3 separate regions of the Sus scrofa genome follow, and regions 2 and 3 are each linked to region 1. Evidence: chromatin contacts called from public HiChIP or PLAC-seq data. All regions are on one chromosome and are shown on one strand. The core of a region is the stretch at or near the end of the contact, and the rest is flanking DNA. Distances in the headings are between cores, read along the strand shown. Region 1 holds the start of HUWE1 (E3 ubiquitin-protein ligase HUWE1). Region 2 holds the start of GNL3L (guanine nucleotide-binding protein-like 3-like protein). Region 3 holds the start of TSR2 (pre-rRNA-processing protein TSR2 homolog).

Region 1 (4,481 bases), core at 880-3,379:
ATAGCAGGAACTCCTAGGCAACATTTTTTAAATGAAAAAAAGAACAAAAATGAAGCTAATTACATGTTAAATTACATGTAATTACATGTTAAAGAAAGGAATGTGTCATGTTGCCATTAAAATTATATTATGGACAAATAGTAAATGATATGACAAATATTCATTAGGTTATTGAATGTTATGATAACATTTTTGTTTAGAACAATAAATACATACACAATGCATAGAAAAAGGCTGAGGACATAAAACCAAAACATTAATAGTGGTCCTCTCTAGGTGGTAGGATTACAAGTTTTTTATCTTTTGGTATTTTCATATATTTTCTAAATAGTCTGCAATAAGAAAAAGAAACAAGAGGTGTGCGTGAGGGTATTGGTTGAACTAGGACTGTAAAAGGAGTGGAATTGGCAAGAGAAATAAAGGCTACTGCAGACTGAAATTAAAACTAGGATTGTAGGGTATGTGGGATTTTAGAACTAGGAGTTGGGGAACTAGACTTTCCGAGGCCTAGGAATCGACAGAAAAATTTAAAGGTTAGGCGTTAGCTAGAATTAATGCAGATGCTGTGAGAGATTGGAATTAAAATCAAAGTCCTTGTTGGACCTACTACATAGCACAGGGAAATCACCCAATACTCTGAGATGGCCTATATGGGAAAAGAATCTAAAAAAGAATGGATACATGTATATGTATAACTGATTCACTTTGTTGTACACCTGAAGTTAATCTAACATTGTAAGTTAACTATACTCCAATAAAATAAAAAAACAAAGTGTGCATTAAATTAAAAGGTTTTTTGAAAACTATAATAGCGATATTGGTGAAGGTATAGGAATATCTGAATACACTGGAATTCTAATATATTTCTGGTGGGACTGTTTATTGTTAACTGTTCTAGAGAGCCTATTCTATGTTTGGGGGGAGTGACCTTTTGACCCTAGCTACTTTATTTCTACAAATTTCTCCTTGAGAAGTCTCAGAAATATGCAAATATTTAGTTACATCAAATTTCATGTATTTCTTATAATTAAAAAAGACCTGGAGTTCTCTTGTGGCACAGGGGGTTAAGGATGTGGCATTGTCACTGCAGCAGCTTTGGGTTGTTGCTGTGGGGTGGGTTTGATCCCTGGTCCAGGAATTCCTACATGCCACCAGCTGCTTGGCAAAAAAAAAAAAAAAAACCAAAAAACCTGGCATTGAGGATTGCTTAAATAAATAATTAACATTATAATAGAATAACATTCACCCATTAAAAATAGCTTGTAAGAATATTTAATGGTCCGAGCTATCTCAAAGGGGCCTCCATAAAGCTGAGATTATACACAAAATTTTGTGTAAATATATTTGGCAGGCAGTAGATCCATTCATCAGATTCTCAATTTGGTGCATGAACCACTGCTCTGAAAGTGTTGGAATTAGAACCGGAGGGTACAATTAAAATTTTTATTTCCTCTATGTGTCAGTAGTACATCAGATAGTGATTTTGTCTGTATACTTTAAAATACTGAGTTAATACATACTTTTTGTTAAAACTTCAAGCCTTACCAAAGTATCTAGTTTTGACTCAAAGCTCCCTTCCCTTCTCACCCTCCAATTTCATTTTGCACCCCAGATGAAGCATGGTTAATGGGGTAACTCCTAACAGATTTTTATTCCTACGCGTTCACAAATGCAGATCCTCTATAAGCTCTTTGCCAATTGCACTGTCACCCCAAAAAATACCAAGAAGAAAAAGAGAGACTTCTTACTGAGGGTTCAGTACGTGCCTGAAGTAAGCGTTGTAAGGGTTTGCCCCTGTAAACTCACTGTGGTAGGCGCCCCCGACGTCTCCTGCCCTCCACACTGTGTCCCCACTCGCCCTCTTGACCCCCATTCTTCACTAGGCAGCTGGAGATTAATTTTTAAATGTAAATCAAATCAAATCATATCACCCTTCAGCGGTTTCCACCATGCCTCGAATCAAATCCCAATTCCTTAGCGACACTACTATCCTCTTTGGCTGCGTTTACTGAGCCTGGAGTAGCTCAGGCGCGGTCCCCTGCAGGGAACCCGGCTTCACCGCGGAGGGAGCGCCCTCCCAAGTGGCAGAGGCGGGGCTACTCGAGCGGGGGGCGGAGCCTCAGGCCGAGTGTGAGGAGAGCCAGCGGGGGGAGGTTTTCGGCGGAGGGCGAGCGAGGGGAGCAGGTCTAAAGCAGGGCCGCGGACTCGGCACGCTCCTGCGGGCCCCGCGGAGCTACTGCCGCCGAGGTGAGCGTCTTCCTCCGGGCTGAGGGGCGGGCTCTGTTCGCGCGGCCGTCCTCGGCTCCTCGCAGGGGGTTGTTCCCACGGGACCCTGCGCGGAGACGCGGAGGTGGCGGCCTTGGGGAGCCTGCGGGAGAGGCTGGTGAAGGGGCCCGGCGGCCTGCCTCAGCCCTCCCTCAAACCCCGCCTTCTCTCCCCTCCCCCAGGCCTCGGCCGGCGCCAGTGGAAGGCTCGCCGCATCTTCGGGGGCAGCCCGGGCAGCGGCTGGCAGCGCGGCGAGAGAGCGGCGGACAGTGGGGATGCGAGGTACCGGCATTAGTCTTGGCCAAGTGGCCCTAGAGAGGGAGTAAAGGCCGGGCCTTCTGCGTTTCTCTCAGGGGTTAAAGGAAGGCGGCCTCAGAGAAGGGGGAAGGTGAGGGGCTGGCAAGCAGGCTTCGCGGGTAACTACTAGGCGTCGTATATGTATGTTTTGGTATATAAATGGTACTACACACACACGCACACATTCATTTCGGCTAACAGCTTTTTAAAAACTTAATACGTCTTGTAGATTTTCCTATATCAGGGAATCTAAATTTATCTCATTTATAAACAGCTGCATTGTATGATTGTACTACAGTTTATTTAATCATTTCCCCATTGATGTACATTGGCTTGTTTCCCTTTTGGGGGAGGGAGGGGGCTATTACAAGCAATGCTATAATAAATGGGATTGTATATATACATATATATGTATATATATCTATATATCATGCACATGTGTATTTCTGTGGGAGAAATTCTTAGAAGAGTAATCGCTGGGTCAAAGTGTATATGCACTTTGAATTTTGATAGATTTGTCCAAATTGCCTTCCCCAAAGGCTATACTAATTACACTCTTCAATGTTGTGCGAGCGTGCCCATTTTTCCACAGTTGTGCCAACACGAATTATCAATTTTTGTAATTTTGTCTAAAGGGCAAAAATGGTATGTCATTGTTTTCATTTGCATTTACCTGATTACTAGCGAAGTTGAAATTATTTTTTATTTGTCCGATTGCAAAAGTAAACAGGCAAATATCAATAGTCTTCCTATCTATAAGCAATAAGCATTTTGGAAATTTAATACCAAAAAAAAAACCCTATTCTCAATAGCAAGAAAAACGAATAAAAATACCTAGAAGTAAACCCACAAAACTTTATTGAGGAATATAATGAAAGAACGTTTGCATACATGGTGAAGGAATACCATGCTTCTGGATAAGAAGGCTTAATTTTGTAGTGGTGTCCATTTTTCCTATGTTGATTTACACAATTCATGCAATTTCAATAAATATACCAAGTGTTTGGAACTTAATATGATTCTAAAGTTCATCCAGAAAAAAGATGGCAAAGAATAAACGAGAAAATATTTTAAAGATAAGTAAAGATGGGGGTATTTGTACTACCAGCTATTAAAGTGTACTCTAAAGGAACAATATATAAATTAGAATAGACAGAACAATGCATTAGAATAGGAAAGCCCACAAATCGAGCCAGATTGGAATCCTGGATTTATTGGAGAAATATTGTTGGCTAGAGGTGGAAAAACTGCCATATTAAAAGCTTCAAGCACGCATTCCCCCCCCCCCCTTGGAAGCTTGAATTTTCCTTTGAGGGCAGACTCCTTTGTTTGGAGAAAACCACTTTATTGAAGCTTTTGGTTGTGCCAAGGTAGAGCCTCAGGAGTTAAAATTAGTGGCTTTGGAGCTAGAACTAACGATATGAGCCTTTAGTTAGATTAAGATGGATTCAGTAGCCTGCAGTGCGGCGAGGGAAGGAGTCTGGATATTATCGGTCTTAAATTTTTTTTTTCCGATCTAATGGGCAGAAATTGTTATGTCATTGTTTTCTTTTGCATTTGCGTGTTTATTGTGAGATTTGAACGTCTTCTATGTGTTAGTCCAAGATAATATGTAATTCCTGGAGGAAGCTAACAATGGGAGATCTATTGCTCCTCTTCCAGAATGGAGTTTGGCTAATTGGTACAGCTCTGCCCGGAAGCGTGAGAATAAACAGGTTGACTTTTTAAATTTTCCTCAAGCACTAGGCTCTAGACACCTTAGATCGGGGGCGGAGGCAGTTTTCAGGACATGGCCGAGATTTGGCGCTGAGCTGTGTCATCGCGAGGTTTGGCAGCCAGCTCCGCAGTGGGTCGGAAACCTCGTGGTAGGCGAGATCCCTGCAGGACGCGAGTTTCCTCCCTTCCCCTGAAAACTCCCA
Region 2 (4,481 bases), core at 1,380-3,879, 810 kb before region 1:
TGACCTACGCTGCAGCTTTCGGCAACGCAGGATTCTTAACCGCCTGAGCGAGGCGAGGGATGGAACCTGAATCCTCACAGAGATAAGACTGGGTCCTTAACCCACTGAGCCACAACATGAGCTCCCATACTAGGGAATTTTTAAAAGCGGCCATGAAATACTATGAATATTCATTTAGGTTTGGGATTGGGAAGAAGTGGTTAAAAGAAACTCACTGTGCCTAAGTTTCATCATGATGACTAGCTTGAAAGCAGGTAGATTCAAATCTCCAGGCTTTTGTTTCCTGTCAAAATGGAAGGAGAACCAATTTGAAGACAGAGAGGGGAACCACAAAGCTACAAGCCCCCTCCTGAGCCCCCTGAAGGCAAAATAAAATGTTAAAGAACATAATAAGGAAACACTAACAATTACAGGAATTGGGAGAAGGGGCTGTACTGGAGCTGGTGCCTGTTATGACTGAGTACAATCACACTACTCAAAGAAAGGCTAGGACTAAACCTCTCTACCTGGGTGGAGTCAGTGCCTCAATGCAGCGGATGGGATCCTTGATCCTCAATTCTCTACCCTATAGGGTTATATACTCCAGATAAGGAAAGGACTAGCACTAAACCCTTCTACTCTAAGAGAAGAGGGATATGCAAGGACAAGCTATTCCTACACAGGGTATTAACAGTATCTCTCTTCCCCAAATAGAGGGTTCTAGTCTCATCTACCCTGGAAGTGGGGAAGAAAGACGTATCTCAGGAATCTACCCTGGGGAAAAGGAACCTCCGAATAGGGCTTTTTATCTATGCCTATGTGGACTGAGGCCCATGCAAAATCTTGGGGGAGAGAGGGAAAAAACTGCATCTGCATGTATAGGTGAGGTCTGTTCCTTGGCGACTGGGGGGAAGGGAACAGGATGCCTTTTGTCACTCTATTCCAGGATACAGAGGAAATGGAGAATCTGCCACAATGGCTGTGTGCATCTCTGCTGCATGGGAGAGAAGTTCTGTGTGGCAGGGAAATGAGAGGGAGTTCTGAGTCTCTTTACCTTGGGGAGGGCCATGGGATGGGACTGATTATACCTAGCTCCACTACAAGGTGACATTAGTGCCATACTAACAAAAGGGCAATTATGCAAACTTCTATGAATGGGGTTTGCACTCTGCCTGCAGTGGGCTATTCCAGACTCTTCCATGGAGATGGGATGAGCACAATCTGCTTATCTTGCATGTGGGCTGAAGTCAGCAGTGTGCTAATATTGAAAGAAATAGGACCTCTGGTTCTCTCCATGTGGGAAGGGGGAATACAGCTATAAATTCAGTGGAATGGCCCTTACACTAGGGGAGCAGGGAGTCCTGTTTGTTTTTTCTGGCTAGAGAGAAAAAGATCTGAGCTCCTCTACCTTGGATAAAGGAGGGTGTCCATATATGCACACACTGTGGGGTGATCAATGATGTCACTGCCTCTCAACATTGCAAGGCTATACCTTTCTATTCCCTTTTCCACAGCTGGTGATGCTAAATCCTTGGGGAAAGGGGGAGAGGAGGGATGATCTGTGTCTACCTAAAAAGATCAAATCTGAGCCCCTCTATTCTGGAGGCCCCAGGAGAAGCAGTTCTGACTGTCCCTTCGTGGGTTAAGATCTGTTGCTGTTTGCTGCGGGGCATTTTTGGTGGGTCAAGCCTTTACAAATTTAGTAAGCCAGAGCCTGGGGAGGGTGGTCAGGTCTGATTTTCCACAACGGGGTCTCATTCCAACCTAGGAGGGGTAAATCTACATAGTTCTCCGTGGACGGAGGCTTGTGCCTCCAACCACATAGGGAGCGGTGGTCTACCACCTCTGCAGGAGCAGGGGCGGGGCATTAGTCAATTAGTTACACGGAGGCGAGGCAGGGAGGTCTCTAGGTTTCGACGGTAAGGAAAGGAGGCTCACTCCTCTGTATATTAAAAGTTTCTGAGCTGGTGGTCGGGCGAGGGTGCGAGTAAATAAATCAGAACTTCGGTCCTAAGGGAAGGTGCGCAGAGGTGAATCTGTGTGCCTCAGCGCCGGTATAAATCTGCGTCTTTCACCCTCATGAGGAGGGAAATGTGTCTCTCTATACGAATGGGGCTGACATCGCCACACCTTTATGGTATCCACGCCTGTCTACACAGGGAGAGTGGGGAATGGAGCCTCAGTATTCTAAAAATGAGGCGGGTACTCCACACAAGCGGGGTCTGTAACTCTCCATACAGTGTGTCCAGGGGTCTACACTTGTCTAGGTGGAGTGGGTCGATGCCCCCTACCCCGCAAGAATGCATTTGGGCGCCTGTCCACGTGCGGAGCAATCCCTGTCCCTCATCTGGGCCCTTCTACCCTGGAAGGAACGCCACTCTTTACCTCTCTATTAAAGAGCAGAGGGCACCTTTGCTTGCACCCCAAATAGATGATCCTTTCTGCGCAGCTGGCTGGGAGAGCACTCCCCACGAAAAAAAGAGAGTCGTCTCTTACCTCCGCTTCCGGCGGAGATCCGAGTGGAGAAGACAGCGCAACCCTGACGGGCCAGAAGCTGCGCTGCTGCCGCGAGGCTCCGACTTCCGGATCCCAGCCTCGCGGCGCAGACTCCTTCCGCCCAGCGCCTCCGGGGGTGGGGCTTCGGATTGACGGCTGGCGCACGCCCATCCCTTCTGCGCGGCCGCACTAGCCCCACCTCCCGGCCGCCTGGTTAGGTAAGGAAATAGCTGAGTGGGGAGGCCGGCAGGCGGGAGAGGGAAGCGGCGGTTGGCTTGTGTGGCCATATAAGCTACTTATAAGCCAAGTCTTGTCTGCGGGCCTGTGTCTGGGCTTAAATATGTGTGTTCTCGAATCTTAGTAACCAAGTGATCGCCAGGACCGCATCAGACAAGGGTGGGGGGTCGGTGCCTTTGTCTACAGTGGAAGATGGCGACTGGCAGGGTGTGAGAAAATGGCCGCCTGGATCACATGTTTTGCTGAGTATTCCCACCTGAAGTGACTGGGTTAGCTGCTCCCAGAAACCCTTCCGGCTTGCAGGGTCCCAGACAAAGCTTGAAGAAGCCACTCCCAGCTCTTTCTGCAGTAGATCCACGGCCAGACACAGGAACCAAACAGCTGGAAGCCTCTCCCACTCTTTTGCCTTCTTCCCCTCCTCCCTCCTTCCCTTAGGCCTCAGAGCAGCCTCTGCAGGAGAAGCTGGATTTATATCTCTGGAGTAGGGGCAAGTAAGGGTTTCTTCAGAAGCCATCTCAGGGAGCTCCAGACCTGGCTGGCGAATAAGGTCTCCCCCTAAAAACAGTAAATATTAGTCTGAAAATGTCTTCTTCCTGATAATTTAATTCCAGCCCGTCCTCTTCCTCAGCCTAAACTCTGGGATGAGGCTGAGCCCTATCCCAAGGATATGTTCCTCAACCTCTAGCATATCCAGGCAGAAAATGGCTCCCTCTGCCTACTCCTATCCCTTACATACACAGGAATCACTGCCCCTACATCCATGGAATTCTTCTAACCCCTTACCCCTGAGAAACACAACTCCTGTGGACCCGAAGCCAGCCCTGGCCGCCTTCACCTTACCCCCTGCATTAGCAAATTCTTCCGTTTTCTTTAAGACCTAACTATTCAGTTCTGTGAACTTTCCCAGCTGAATTAGAAACTCAGAGCACCTTGTTACATTTATCACTTAGTATTGTAATCGTTTATGTGTCTGTACCTCCACAGGAGAGTGAACTCCGTGAGAATGGGAACCATATATATATGTAATATATATTTGAGTGAACTCCATGAGAATAGGAACCATAAATATATAATATATATTTGAGCCCTCTGCAGGACCCAGCACAAGACTAGTACACGGCAGACTTAAGCAAATGTTTATTAAATAGGTAAGTTTACAGGCCTGTACTACAAATCAACGGGAAATGGACATTTTAGTAGATAACGTTGGGCAATTTGGCTTACCAAAATGAGAAAAATAAAACTGGATCCATGTTTATTTTTACATGAAAGGGTAGAGAGTGTCTTATGACCTAGGATTGTGGAAGGACTTTTTTTTTTTTTTTGTCTTTTCTAGGGCCACACCCACTGCATATGGAGGTTCCCAGGCTAGGGGTCTAATCCAAGCTGCAGCCGCCGGCCTATGCCAGAGACACAGCAAGGGGGGATCTGATCCGCATCTGTGGCCTGCACCACAGCTCACAGCAACGCTAGTTACCTGACCCACTGAGCAAGGCCAGGGGTCAAACCCGAAACCTCGTGGTTCCTAGTCAGTTTTGTTTTGTTTTGTTTTGTCTTTTTGCCTTTTCTAGGGCCACTCCCGCGGCATATGGAGGTTCCCAGGCTAGGAGTCGAATCGGAGCTGCAGCTGCCAGCCTACACCAGAGCTACAGCAACGCGGGATCCAAGCCGCGTCTGTGACCTACACCACAGCTCACGGCAACGCCGGATCCTTAACCCACTGAGCAAGGCCAGGGATCGAACCTGCAACCTCATGGTTCCTAGTCGGA
Region 3 (4,481 bases), core at 1,122-3,621, 740 kb before region 1:
ACAGCAACTCGGGATCCGAGCTGTGTCTGCAACCTACACCACAGCTCACGGCAACGCCGGATTGTTAACCCACTGAGCAAGGGCAGGGACCGAACCCGCAACCTCATGGTTCCTAGTCGGATTTGTTAACCACTGCGCCACGACGGGAACCCCATACTGGCTACTTTCTATAGCCAGTAAACCCCATCCTATTAAATCCTGCTCATGAAGTTTTATCTCCTACTGCAGTGTTTCATATTCTGCTTATAAGACGTAACTGTCCTGCTGGACTTTAAGGGAAGCTATTCATAGAAAAATCATGGTAAACAAGTTTCTTTTTGGTGGTTCTTATCAGAACCTTTAATATGATAATGATTATGGTGACTCTTAAGAGCTGAAGAGCTTTTTTTATATCATGTGACTGGAGAAGTGGTTTCTTCACTGAACACCTAAAAAGAACTAGTCTTCCATAGCATATATTTTTGACAAATGCTGGCCTAAAGGATAAAATCAAAGGCCCACAAATCCTTCCATGTTTCACCCTTTTCCAGGGGCCTCCCCAACCAACCTCCAGCCTCATTCTCTATCACTCCCCCCTCCCACACCCCCACAAGCACACCATACAGCCCTACTCTAACACTGAGCTCCCTGCCACTTTCCAAATATAACACATAATCTCCTCATACCACAGAACTTATTTTTGAGTGTTGCTCTGCCTCTCCCACCTAGTTAACTCCTTCTCATCCCTTAAAACTCACCCAAAAGCCACCTTACCCTAACAATCTCCAAAAGAAGCCTCTTCCTCAGTCTCACATTACCCAAGCACCCTGAGATCTTTATTAGAACACCTACCACCCTGTGAGTAAAAACCTATTTACTTATCTAGATCCCTCACCAAATAATAAATTTTTTTCAGAGAAAGGTCTCTGCCTAATGCCATCTCCAAGGCCAAGAAAACTAAGTGAATAATTTAAAAAAAATCATACTTCACAAAAGATCACCTAAAGGGCCCCTATTCTTATAGAACCTACAAGACACATCAAAGGTGTAGATCTCTGCTGTCCAAATAATCAAATGTGGTTACTGAGCACTTAAAATGTGGCTAGGCCAAGACAAATTGGGATGTGATAAAACTGCAAAACACCCACCAGATTTTGAAAACTTAATACTAAAAAAAAATGTAATACATCTCGTTAATAATGTTTTATATTGATTACATGTTGAAATACTTTGGATATATTGAGTTGAACAATATTCATTTCACCTGCTTTTTATATCAAAGTGGTTGCTGAAAAATTTTTAATTACATGATGTGACTGGCATTATATTTCGATTTGGACAGCGCTGGTGGATACTTTCATATCCATGTTACAAATTAGGAAACTGAGTCTCAGGGGAGTAAAACGACATATCCAACGCGATACAAGGAGTCAATGGCATGGCCCTAAGGCACTCGAACTCAGGATTCAGACTCTGGTATCAGCAGACAATTGTTCAAGAGGAAGTGCAGATTCACCAAGACCGCCCTCCTCCCCGCGCCCCTAAACAAGTCCTAGGGCCTTAAATTCACTCACCATTGCGGAAGAAATACTCCTCCACTGCACCCCCTAGCCACTCAGCCTTCTCCTGGCTATGCACACCTCCAAAGCCGTTCTCCACAGCGATCTGCGAACACAGGCCCGAGCCCACCACGTCAGCCCAGGAACCGGCCTGCGGTGGCGCAAGGGTCCGCTTCTGACGCCGCCCAACCAACTAAGCCTTGGGCAGCTCACCGGCCAACTCCTGTTCTGGCCCGGTCCCTAACCTTTGTTCCAGCTGTGTCCTCGCTCACCTGCAAGGCGGGCCAAGCCTCCAACGCTGCGCGGATGCCAGCCCGGAAAAGCGTTAGAGACTCCTCTGCAGCGCCCGCCATCATCCTGCTGCGGACCACGTGACGCCCAAGCAGGCCAATCCCTGCGCAGCACCGCCCAGGCAGAAGGAGTAGGAAGCCAAGCTTGAGAACGCAGATTCTCCCTTTCCGCTGATCTGGCAGCAAGACTAGAGCAATAGAAAAGTCTGTCGAGTAATCGATGACACCGCCCGGGTTACTCAAGAAGTGGAAGACGCTTGGGGCCGAGAGTTCCGGACCCGTGGGTATTGCGCAGAAAAGATGTGAGGAACTTATTAAAGATAAAGGACAGAGGAAGCAACCTCAGGTAGCATAGCCTAAAAGTCTGCATTTAGAAATGCATCCTAGGAGTTCCATCTGTGGCTCAGCGGGTTAAGACCCCGACTCATCTCCATGAGGATGCGGCTTCAAGCCCTGGCTTCGCTCAGTGGGTTAAAGGATCTGGCGTTGCCGTGAGCTAAGGTGTAGGTCTCAGGCACAGTTTGGATACGGCGTTGCAGCTGCAACTCCAATTCGACCCCTAGCGGGGGAACCTCCATATGGTGTAGGTGTGGCCCTAAAAAATAAATTAATTGATTGATTAAATAAAATAAAAAAGAAATAAATAACAGAAAGACATTTGTGAAATTCACAAATAGGTGGGAATTAGTACACTTCTAAATAACTAATGGGTCAAAGAAAAAAAAATCGGAAGACGTCTTGAAATGACTTGAAACTAAAGCAGGGCAAGGACCAAAATTATGATCAGTGCTCAGGGTGAATCCACACTTTGAAGGGCCTGAGGCAGATAGAATTTTGTAAGCCCTCTTTAAGAAAAATAGTACAAATTTAGGTGTGCAAGTAAGTATAGCTTTAGATTTATAAAAGAAATTTTTAAATTTACAAATTCCAATTTTTTTTGGGGGGGGGAACATGCCTGTGACATGTGTTAGTTCCCAGGCTAGGGATCCAGCTGGCACCACAGCAGTAACCAGAGCCACAGCATTAACAATGCTGATCCTTAACCCACTGAGCCACTAGGGAATTCCTACAAATTCCAATTAAAAAAACCTGACAAATACCACAAACATCCTCAAAACTAGAGAAATAAAATAATTGCCTGACTCACCTCTCTACTAATTTTTCCTTTATTTTTTATTTTATTATTTTTTTTTGGCTGCCAACATTTTGATATCTTCCTGTAAATAAATAGGACAATTATTTTATAATAACATTTTCAAGAGAGAATAAAAAGAATTCAATTGCATTCAGTTGATCAAAATTTTTTATTATTGTAGTTTAGAAAAGTTTCAACTTCACAGCTCATTGTTAGTAGAATAAAATTTAAGATTGTGTTAAATTTGGGGAAACCTCTAGTTTCTTTTACATGTGAGCTATAAAATTTTATGGTACTTTGTTTTTGTGCAGCAATAATTGTCTCAAATTGACAATGCTCAACAACCAGGGGCTTGGAAGTGTCTTGTGTAAGTGTGAGTTACTAGAGGCTTAAACTTTTAGTTATATTATTTCTGTGATAAATCCATCTCTATGCAATGCTAGAGGAGAAAGGAGCACAGGAAGCTATGGGAGTCCAGCAGAGGGGGTTTCTGATCCAGCCTTGGGAATTATGGCAAATCTCTCAGAGATAATGCCTCTGACTTAAAAGTTTGAGTGGAATTTTCCCAGGGGATGAGGAGTTTGTGTATTTGAGGATAGAGGTATGTTTCTAAAAGAAAGAAAGTCTTTCATGCTGAGGAAACAATCTATACAAAGAAAAAGAATCAGGAAACAACATGCTGTTTGATGATAATTACAAGCATTCCCAGACTGATAATCTCAGGAGGCATAAACTCCTACAGAGCTCTAGAGATTCATTCCTGCAGACTCAGCAATTTAAATTTGAGTTCAAAGAAGCCCAAATAAAGAAACTGAGATTAAGCACTTCCCTGTGAGTTCCCAGGGCCTCAAACATACCTGGAGTAGGGAAGATTCTTATCACCAGTTGTAGGGTATATGTGTTGAGTTTTCCCACACCACCAAGCGATTCTTCAGTATCAACTGGGTGTCCTACAATTTAACTCAATTTTGATACTGAAACAGAAGGGAAGGGGGAAGGGCACGAACTTTAAAAAAAAATGACAGAGCTGTTGAGGATACACAAAAACTGGTTAGAACCAATCAGGTCCAAGATGGTGGAAGATTCAATTTCCATTAGACCTTGAGCCTCATTATGCACTCATTGTAATACATTAACAATCCCCTCCTTTGGGTTTGATTAACTTGGCTAGGTTCGCTCACAGAACTCAAAGATTACTAGATTATCTGTTTATTATAAAAGGATATAATTCAGGAACAGCCAGATGGAAGATATCCATAGGGCACAGTACATGAGAAGAGGCAAGGATGCTTCCTCTGAGCGTACCACTCTCATGGCATCTTTTTGTGTTCATCAACCCAGGAGCTCTCAAAACCTGTTCTTTTGAGGTTTTATGGAGGCTTTGGTAAAGAGGCATGATTGATTAGGCCATTGGCTATTGGTGACTGAACTCAAACTCTAGCCTCTCTCCCCTCCTCTAGGTGGAGGGGTGGAAATGAAAACGCCAACCCTCTAATCTTTTATTTAGCTCCACAGACA

The links. HiChIP or PLAC-seq counts read pairs in DNA pulled down with a chosen protein or histone mark.
Region 2: a contact with region 1 is called in an H3K27ac HiChIP or PLAC-seq map of alveolar macrophages. The contact joins the promoter of GNL3L here to the promoter of HUWE1 in region 1. A contact is called at or near these places in 1 of 47 Hi-C or Micro-C datasets (heart right ventricle) and 1 of 2 datasets of contacts at active chromatin or transcription factors (alveolar macrophages).
Region 3: a contact with region 1 is called in an H3K27ac HiChIP or PLAC-seq map of alveolar macrophages. The contact joins the promoter of TSR2 here to the promoter of HUWE1 in region 1. A contact is called at or near these places in 1 of 47 Hi-C or Micro-C datasets (embryonic fibroblasts) and 1 of 2 datasets of contacts at active chromatin or transcription factors (alveolar macrophages).

What each region holds. Positions count from the first base shown.
Region 1 is chrX:46,441,963-46,446,443 of Sscrofa11.1, reverse strand. It overlaps HUWE1 (E3 ubiquitin-protein ligase HUWE1), which reads left to right and starts at 2,129. Exons shown (of 85, transcript XM_013986152.2): 1 at 2,129-2,247; 2 at 2,448-2,547.
Region 2 is chrX:47,254,615-47,259,095 of Sscrofa11.1, reverse strand. It overlaps GNL3L (guanine nucleotide-binding protein-like 3-like protein), which reads right to left and starts at 2,629. Exons shown (of 16, transcript XM_005673659.3): 1 at 2,476-2,629; 2 at 216-283. The coding sequence starts at 234.
Region 3 is chrX:47,184,500-47,188,980 of Sscrofa11.1, reverse strand. It overlaps TSR2 (pre-rRNA-processing protein TSR2 homolog), which reads right to left and starts at 2,371. Exons shown (of 5, transcript XM_001927898.5): 1 at 1,811-2,371; 2 at 1,554-1,644. The coding sequence starts at 1,894.